Regions from separate parts of the Mus musculus genome. Here region 2 is linked to region 1. The links are chromatin contacts, called in public HiChIP or PLAC-seq maps. All regions are on one chromosome and are shown on one strand. The core of a region is the stretch at or near the end of the contact, and the rest is flanking DNA. Distances in the headings are between cores, read along the strand shown. Region 1 overlaps Hdac9 (histone deacetylase 9). Region 2 overlaps Hdac9 (histone deacetylase 9).

Region 1 (4,431 bases), core at 741-3,240:
GTCAAGGAGACGGGGATGTTAATGAAGGAGAACTGAGCCTGGTTTTATTCTGTAAGAGGACAATGTTCTTAATTTCTTTTCCTATGTACATAGATTGAGGGTCATGTAGAGCTTACTTGTTTACTTTTAAAGACATCATGGTGAGTTGGTAATATTTTCCTACCCATTCTCTCATCATGGCGACCACACCTAACTCAATAGTTCCTTACAATGTAAGTTGCCCGGTGTACTGCGTGTGATAAGCCATACTGATGTTTTCCACAGCTGATTGCAAGGTGACATCCTTTCTCAGGACATGTGTCAGGCAAGACACAGAAGAGACTCTGAGGCTCACACTCACATTTAAGTTGCTTCTGAGAAGGAACTCCAACTCCTTCTACCAGTTAACAGCACTGCTAATTACATGGAGCCTGTCACTCCCCAAATGCACCAGTGTGAACAGTCTGGATTCCTTACAGTCACTGGGTACTCTAAGTATAATGGATTTAACATCTTGTTTGGGCCCAAAGAGTTGATAAGTTGAATAAGAGATTTCACTTGTATGTCTGTGTTTTCTCGTGCTATAAGCACTTTAGGAGAAGACTCTCAGTGTGGGGAGCATTGATGTATTGCTGAATTAGAAGGCATTCTCTTGCAGTATCTGGAGAAAGGGAAAACGTATTTTACATTTTTGATATTATGAACTAGCTCCCTGCTGTTTCCAGCTAAGAACTGAACCAAGTTCATAATCCAAAGGTGTTGCAATTATTCCCAAGGCCAAAACCAGTTAGTTGTCTGTCATCTGAGGGCCATAAAACTGAGGAAACTAACATCTGTTAGTGTTGGTTATAAAAGAGCGAAGCTATTCTTTAGAAGCCATTTAATACAGAAAAATGAGGTGAATTCCACCCTGGGTGAAGTGAATTATAAGTAGTTCAGCCCATGAAATTGCAGAGCTTGGAATAATTAACAATAATATGAGATGTTGTGAACCCCAAGCAATATAAAAACCTTGGCACATTGGCAGGAGTTGCCTCTACAAGCATATTTGCTTATCCTGTGGTAAAGCACGTGCTTGGCTCTGATAATCTATAAGAATGAACCAAGCTTTGGTCCACAGTGACTCTAATCTTCCACTGATGGCATACAGGGAGTACCAGTGTCCTGATGAGCAGGAAGGCAGAGGGGAAGCCCAGTTTCATGTTTGTTTATTCTTTTGAGACAGAGTATACCAATTGTGAAATTTTTTTTTCCTGTGAGGGGGAAAATGGTTTGACTTGAACTATTTTCTATGTTTTTGTATTTCATTCAACAAAGGAGCAGGAAAAGAAATCTCCTAGAACCAGATCGTGTGTTTCAGTTAATTTGTGTATGACCCTCATGGAAGAGATGATGGAGAGATGGGGGTGGGATGGGGGATGGAGTGATTGACCAAGGATTGCTATCAGAATTGTCTTCCTGCTCAGCAGGCAAAGATAAAGGAAATGCCCCTGGGCTTTTGTTGTGAATGCAATATTGTGATCACACAGGAAATTGAAAAATTAGAAAAAAAATCAGAATTAAATGGATGGAAAAGAGCAAAGGCAAATTCTTTTTATAGGAAATTCTTGCCAGTTATTTTGGACGATATATTGGTGTTTGGAGTGAGATGACTCATTTCAAACTCAGATTCTGGGTAAGGCGGCCCTTTTCTTGGCCAACTCATATCTGACTCATTTACCACTAGTGAATAAGGGATAAAATGCTCCTGGCTAAGAACCATTTTAAGTATTTTCTGTTCATTTTCTTGAATGGGGGTGGGGTGACCCATTTCATCTTTACGACCACACTTATGGGCCTTGAAAAATATAGTATTAGGGGAAACTGGCCAGTGGGAGCTCATGCGAGGAATAGTTCCCAGATACACAGCTGTCATGTGTCCTTTTTAGGTGGCCAAGGACTTAAATGGGAAGGGAATGATGGGCGGGTCAGTAGAGAGTGGAAAACAAGGCTCAGATCCTGTGCATGAGAGGGAGTCAAAGAAAAAAATAAAAGGCTCGGCTTGATTGAGGCAGGTTGTGCTGAGTGTTAGCTCTCTTGTTTGCCAAGACGACATGCCTGAAAGATCTGTGCTATGCTTTGGTAGCTGTTTGGGTTTTGATGCTTTGACTTTAAGAACGTTAGAAGCAGCCTTCAACTTTATCCTAGAGGAAAGGTCGGTCTGCCCCTAGTGACTTCAGGATGACCAGCTATTAAGTGTTAGAAGCATGTTGGCACTCCAAAATTCTTGGCCCAGTCATTTTCCTTTTTCAGCTGGAAACAAAAAGTGAAAGCTAGATGTTCACATGAAAGCCTGAGCTGCTGCGAGTCATGTTCAATTATCTGAATTTAGTCTGTTGTGCCAGTGAAAAATCATTTAATTTTCCACATTTGATTATCTTTCTCATGAAAGAGGTAGTTTCAAGCCTTTGTATCATCATTATCTGACTTGAAAAACTTAGATTTTATTTCTCCTTCAGTTTGATAGCTTTTCTGGGAGGGATGTTGTGGCTTGACATGTGTGCTCTTTGAGAACTTGCTACATCTTTTCAGGGCTTTGCTGGTTTTAAATGTTTCTGTCAAATAACCAAGTCTTGATCTGTTAGGACTGCCTTTAAAAGTGACTTTTAAGTGGTCTTTCTCTCGTATATCTTTTAATATCCCCTCTTTATTCTGTGCTTTTAAATGATTTAACTAAAAGCTATCCATACTCTGAGGTAGTTTCTACAGCCCCTGCACATACAGAGAGAGAGAGAGCACTAAGTGGATCTTTCTATTTTCCTCTCATATGTTATATCCTGACTGCCATTTCCCCTTCCTCCATTCCTCCCAGTATCTCGCCCCACCTCCTTTCTCCTCCAAATCTACTCATTTCTCTTAAAAAAAAAAAAAAAAAAAAAAAATCAGGCCTCCCAGGGATATCATCCATATCACTGAATACAGCATAACAGGTTACAATGAAACTAGGCATAAACACTCACTCATACCAAGGCTGGTCAAGGACACCCAGTAGGAAGAAAAGGGTCACAGGCAAATGAGTCACAGATACTGATACCCCCAACTTCCACTGTTAGGACTCCCGCAAGAACACCAAACCGCACAACCATAAAATATGTGCCAAGAACCTAGATCAGACCCATACAGGGTCCATGTTTGTTGCTTCTGGCTCTTTATTAAGTCCATATGATTCCTGCTTAGTTGATTCTGTGGGTCTTGTTCTCCTGAAGTCTTTAGCCCCTCTAGCTTTGATAGTACACCCTCCTCCCTCTTCGGGGGGGGGGGGGGAGTGAGGGGGGCAGCAGGGTTGGTTCCCAGAGCTCTACATAGTGTTTGGCTGTGGGTCTCTGCATCTGTTCCCATCAGTTGCTGCATGATTCCCCTCTGATGACAATTGAGCTAGGCACTGATCTTTAAGTATACTGAATATCATTGGAAATCATTTCATTGACTTTTTTTTTTTTTTTTTGGCAGCCATGTTTCTTTCTCTCCTGGCTCTCTGAGCCATCTGAGGCAGTATAAGGAGTAGGATACTTCTCATGGTGTGGACCTGAAGTTGGACCAGTCATTGGTTGGCCACAAGTTCTGTGCCAACATAACCCCAGGACACCTTGCTGGCAGGACAGTTTGTAGGTTGAAGCTTTTGTGGCTGGGTTGGTGTCCCAGTCCCACTTCTGGGAGCCTTGCCTGGTTGTAGAAGATAGTCAGCTAATGCTCTGTATCTCACAGCACTACGATGCCTTGCTAGGTCACTTTTGTAGGTTCTGGGGAGTTTCCACTGCACTTCACTGCTCCAAATCCTGTTGTCTCTTCAAGTACTCTCCCTCCTCCTTCCCCCAAGCCCCCCACTGGATCACTCTTGTCCCATCCCTATCAACCCCCTATGTGCCCCCCAAAATCTATTATTTCCACTTCCCAGGGAGATTCATGCCATGCCAACTTGAAAAGTCCTTGTTACTTAGCCTCTCTAGATCTGTGGATTGTAGCATGATTATCATTTACCTTACAGCTAATTTTCTCTTATAAGTGAGTACATACCATGTTTGTCTTTCTGGGTCTGGGTCACCTCACTCATAAGGATCTTTTCTAGTTTTGTCCATTTGCCTACAGATTTCCTGATGTCATCATTTTAACAGCTGAGTAATACTTGATTATATAAATGTACCACATTTTCTTTATCCATTCTTTTTTTTTTTTTTTTTTTTTTTTTTTTTTTTTTTTTTTTTTTTTGTTTTTTTTTTTTTTTTTTTTCCATTTTTTATTAGGGATTTAGCTCATTTACATTTCCAATGCTATACCAAAAGTCCCCCTTACCCACCCACCCCCACTCCCCTACCCACCCACTCCCCCCCTTTGGCCCTGGCGTTCCCCTGTACCGGGGCACACAAAGTCTGCGTGTCCAATGGGCCTCTCTTTCCAGTGATGGCCGACTAGGCC
Region 2 (4,431 bases), core at 1,220-3,719, 150 kb before region 1:
GATGTGGAAGAGCTAAGAGTTCTATGGCTTCATTTGAAGGCTGCTAGGAGAAGACTGGCTCCCACATGGTTAGGAGGAGGGTCTCATTGCCCACCCCCACAGTGGCACAGTTCCTCCAACACCTACTCCAGTATCACCACACTGACTAATAGTGCCACTCCCTGGAATAAGCATATTCAAATCACCACATAGACCACAGTAAAGAAGAGTGTCATGATAGAAAGGCTGGGCTCAGGAAAGTCCCTGCACTCAGGGCATCTAGGAACAAAGAAGGCAGAAATCAGTTGCCTTTCAAATGGCCTACTTTTCCAGCTAAGCCCTGCCTCCTTTTTTCTACTGTGGTACCCAATTAGAGCTGATGGCTCTATTTTGGGCCCAAGTATTGCATACAAGTGCCTGTGAGGTACGTTTCACATTGAAAACAGAGCACAAAGATTTTATTTATCATAAGGCACAAAAATATTTCCTGCATTTCTGAGGAAATCTACCCTAAAAGGTGACCTCCAAAATAATATGAGACTTCCTATAGCAGCTCTAATAATGGTGACCTGCAAAAAGCTGAAGTGCTAACTTCTGTGAGAGTAAAGAACTTGAAGCCAAGGCCAGACTGGAGAAACAGGCTCAGAAGATAAAACAGTCTGCTGTCTACCCTGTATATATTTTTATTCTTTTATTCATTTTCAGTGATAGATCCAAAGCATAGCCTTGTACGTGCTAGGCACATCCTCTTGCTATGGATTAAACATCATATCAGATTAGAGAACAAGGTGACAAGCAGAAAGAAGACGGCATGGTTTGTGTGGATATTATACATAACGCATCACAATAATCAAAGCCAATCAAAGCAACTAAGTCCAGTTATCACCTTAAGTGACGCATCAGAACAAATGGAGATGACTCAGAAATAGTGCCCACCCAAAACGTAAAACCATCTTCCTCTGCTTTTGCTAACGCAAGATTCTCTTAGCTCTGAGGTCCTGGAAGCCCAAGTCAGTCCAAGGGTTGTCATCCTTGAGTTGAGCTGCCTTCTGCTTCCAAGATGCTGGAAGGGGGAACAAATACATTGAAGTGTGGGCCTGAGTACCGGAGGCTTTCCGTGGAGAACTCTGGCCGGACCTGGTGCGAGGGTTCCCGCAAAGGTTCCCGCAAAGCTACAGAGGAATGGGGGAAGCAAGTGGGGTAGGGAGGGGAAGTTAGTTCTGCCCTTCCGCTATAGCTCCACCTCCATCTCTGCCTTGCCTTCCAGGTTACTCAGTAACTCTGTGTCACCCTGCACTGAGTCAGATTGGGCTAGGCAGAGGAGAGGCTGACTAGCCAGTGAGGAGTGCCTCAGGAGGTACTTCAGGAGAGCAGATCTCTTCCCAAGTGTTACAGCTCTTAGGACAAAAAGCTCAGATGTAGTTCCTGCACCCCCAATCCTCCCAGATAGAATATATAGTTTACGGATGAGTAAGATTCTCATTGGTTTGGTCTGAGAGCTTTGGGGAAACCGTATTTTCATGTGGGAGGGCTTGGTGCTGCTCCTATGTGTTTTCTGGGGTTCCAGACCTTTGCTCCACTAGGGAGCAGGCTGTATGTGCACAGCCCACCGCCCTACATGATGGCTACAGGAAGCCTCTCTAGACAGGAAGTTAGTCTCTTTTAAAAGGGAGGAACCCTCATGATGAATTCCCCTTTAAAGTCTCAACTCCTGTTAGCATCATATTGGCTATTATATATCTGTCTCTTGATGCAGGGACAGAACCTAGGCTTCCTACACATTCGCAGCTGACGGGCAGCTTGGTCTTCATATGGGTTCCCTAACAATTGGAGCAGAGGCTGTCTTTGACTTTGTTGTCTGTCTTTGGATCCTTTTTTTCCTAATTGGAATGCCAGGTTGGAGAGGATGAGCTTAGTCCCACTGCGACTGGGTGTCCCAGAGTGAGACGATGACCATGGCAGGCTTTCCCTTCTCTTAGGAGGCGAGGTAATGGGGGGAGGGATTTGTAAGAGTGAGGCTGGAAGGAGAGGAGGATAGGGTTGGGGTGGAGGGGGGCAATGCAAATAAAATAAATAGATAAATATATTCTTTAACTTACTCTCTTGTTTCTTTACGAGGAGAAAGTTAACAATCTCTCTAATTGAAATTATTCAAGTATCGAAAGGTTGAAACTCAAAGAGGAAGGAGAGCTACAGTCAGCTGTGCCTGGATAGGAGTGGGAGGGAAATGGATAGAAGGGTCAGCAGCAAAGACTGCTGAGAGGAGGTGAGCAGATTTATCACTTGGAGAATGTGAAAATTTTATTCTACTTGCTTTTCTTCTTCTAGATGAAATCAGAACAACTTCTCAGCTGGAGTTAAAAAAGTTAGCAAGGGGTTATTGAAAATTTGAAGAAAAAGAAAAAAAAACAGCTAGACTGACTCATATGAGTCATGGACAGTTGGTTCATTGATAAAGGAATGTGCTGTGGTTTCCAGCCGTCCTGAGGAATGTACTTGGAGTTGAAGATTATAACTTTAAAGGACAAGCAGACATCTGGCTTTTATGTGTGCTTAGATAGATGCTGGGAGAGAGCAGGTGTGAGTTGTGTCTTATCAGACTTGTAATTTTGCCTGAGCCCATAAGAAGGGGAATGGGACAACATGATTGAAAACGTGTAAAGGACTGGATGTATGTTTTTCTTCAGAGATCGTGTGTTGAAAATTTAGCTCCCAGTCACTGGACATAAGTCAGTAATAAAGATTATATGAGGTTCTGAGAACCTTATCCCAATAGGGCTGGTACCCTCTACTGAATGGAAAGGACACCAGAGTTATCTGCTGTTAGGACCCGGGAGAAAGGCTGTGTGGAGACAGTGGTAAGAAGTCGCTAAGCAATGACCACAAGAAAGCCCTGCTAGAGCTCAGCCAGGAAGTCTCCAGAACTTTGAAAAATGATTGATACTTTGTTCCCACAGAGTGAGTGATTACATGGGGAAGTGGCGTGGGCAGGAAGAAAGGACAGGGTGACCGTATGTGGAAAGAAGCAAATGTAACAATGGCCTAAAAATCTAAGCAAGGTATAGGGAAACTGGACATGGTAGTGGCTGAATGCTGTGCTGTGAAATTAAATCAGGTCAATGAATGGGAGGTCAGCTCAAGTTTTCTCTGGAAAGATGATGCGGTCATGGGAGATTAGTTACTTTTCCTAAAAATTGTGAAGGGGATGCTTTCCCTACTGACAGTCTAAAAGGAAGAGTGGAAATGGAATCAAAATTTATTAATGTCTTGCATCAGAAAGTGAAAAAAATGGGGATACTGAATGGTTATTGCAAGGTACCAACTCCTACAAAGGCAGCATCCTTAAGGAAGGACTGAGTGTGTGGCTTCTTGGCAGAATTCTTGTACCTGTGTGCAAGGTTCTGCATCATAAGACAGCAAAGCAAAATATCCAAGGAGTGGACATAAGAATAAGAGCACAAATTTGAGTAATTTTTCAAAATAAAATCATCAGGAATGGATCATGACCTAAAATGAAATGGAGCCAGGAGAGAGAATTTACTGGCCTATGAACTGAAATAATGGGGCCACCATGGTGTCATTGCCATGTTAAGGACATTGGGAATTAGTAGGTTATTTTCTGAATGAATAACTTGAAGGACCCTTGCGAATCTATTGAGAAGGTAGGCTAATATTCATATTACATATTTAAGTGACCCCCGATTTATTCACCATTTCCAGAATATTAGCTGATCATTTAGATAATTAGTTTCTATACTTGTAAATTAAATATGACCTTTTACATAGAAGCTTTAGACACAATTAATAAATTTGTTTTGGGAAAAAATATCCTTTAGTATTTCAAGGAGTATAGATTCTTTCCAAGTGTCCTAGCAGATACAGGAAAGTTATTTTATTTGTCTTTCTTCTACAATCATCACATGGATGTGTGACTTCCTTATAACAGAGAGTAGAAAGGTAAAATATGCTTTATCATTGAGGGATCTTTTTATTTCATTCATAATAACATTCAATACATATTGTTTGTTGGTCATATTTTTCCATACTATGTAAACATTACCTTTTACATGAGACAGCTTTTTTATTATTATTAAAATTGAAGCATAATGACAGTAGTTACTACAGAAAGTTATAAAGCAAAAGGCAGACCTTGCTCTGATATTTGGCTCTAAGAGGGAAGAAGATAATGTTGGCAGCCCTCCTAGAAATGTCTCTGCTCTCTGCGTGTGTGTTGCATTTTCCTGCCTTGTATTCGCTTTCTTTCATTCAGTGACTTTTAGTGAGTTTATCGTGATTTTTTTAAATGAATTCTCCATTCTAAAATTATTTAGCAACTTATGATCTTTTCATTTCAGTGTTTGATTATTTTTATGACCCATGCACAGTTCTTTTTCTTATAATAAGGGCTAGAGAAAGTATAACTGATTTAAGAGGAGGGTGGGAGACGAGTTT

Evidence for each region. HiChIP or PLAC-seq counts read pairs in DNA pulled down with a chosen protein or histone mark.
Region 2: a contact with region 1 is called in a CTCF HiChIP or PLAC-seq map of the NIH/3T3 cell line, with 11 read pairs. The contact joins two enhancer-like sites. A contact is called at or near these places in 1 of 15 datasets of contacts at CTCF or cohesin (the NIH/3T3 cell line), 1 of 484 Hi-C or Micro-C datasets (cortical neurons) and 1 of 115 datasets of contacts at active chromatin or transcription factors (embryonic stem cells).

Annotation. Positions count from the first base shown.
Region 1 is chr12:34,073,565-34,077,995 of GRCm38.p6, reverse strand. All of the region lies in intron 27 of Hdac9 (histone deacetylase 9), which reads left to right. Among named protein-coding and RNA genes, the nearest start is that of Gm40384, 11 kb to the left of the region's middle. Within about 2 kb of position 1,990, at least 76 of the 459 cell types and tissues checked have an H3K27ac peak or open chromatin away from gene starts, as enhancers often do. A contact at or near this core is called in the NIH/3T3 cell line, where this site is marked.
Region 2 is chr12:34,222,734-34,227,164 of GRCm38.p6, reverse strand. All of the region lies in intron 19 of Hdac9 (histone deacetylase 9), which reads left to right. Among named protein-coding and RNA genes, the nearest start is that of Gm51984, 9.9 kb to the right of the region's middle. Within about 2 kb of position 2,469, at least 33 of the 459 cell types and tissues checked have an H3K27ac peak or open chromatin away from gene starts, as enhancers often do. A contact at or near this core is called in the NIH/3T3 cell line, where this site is marked.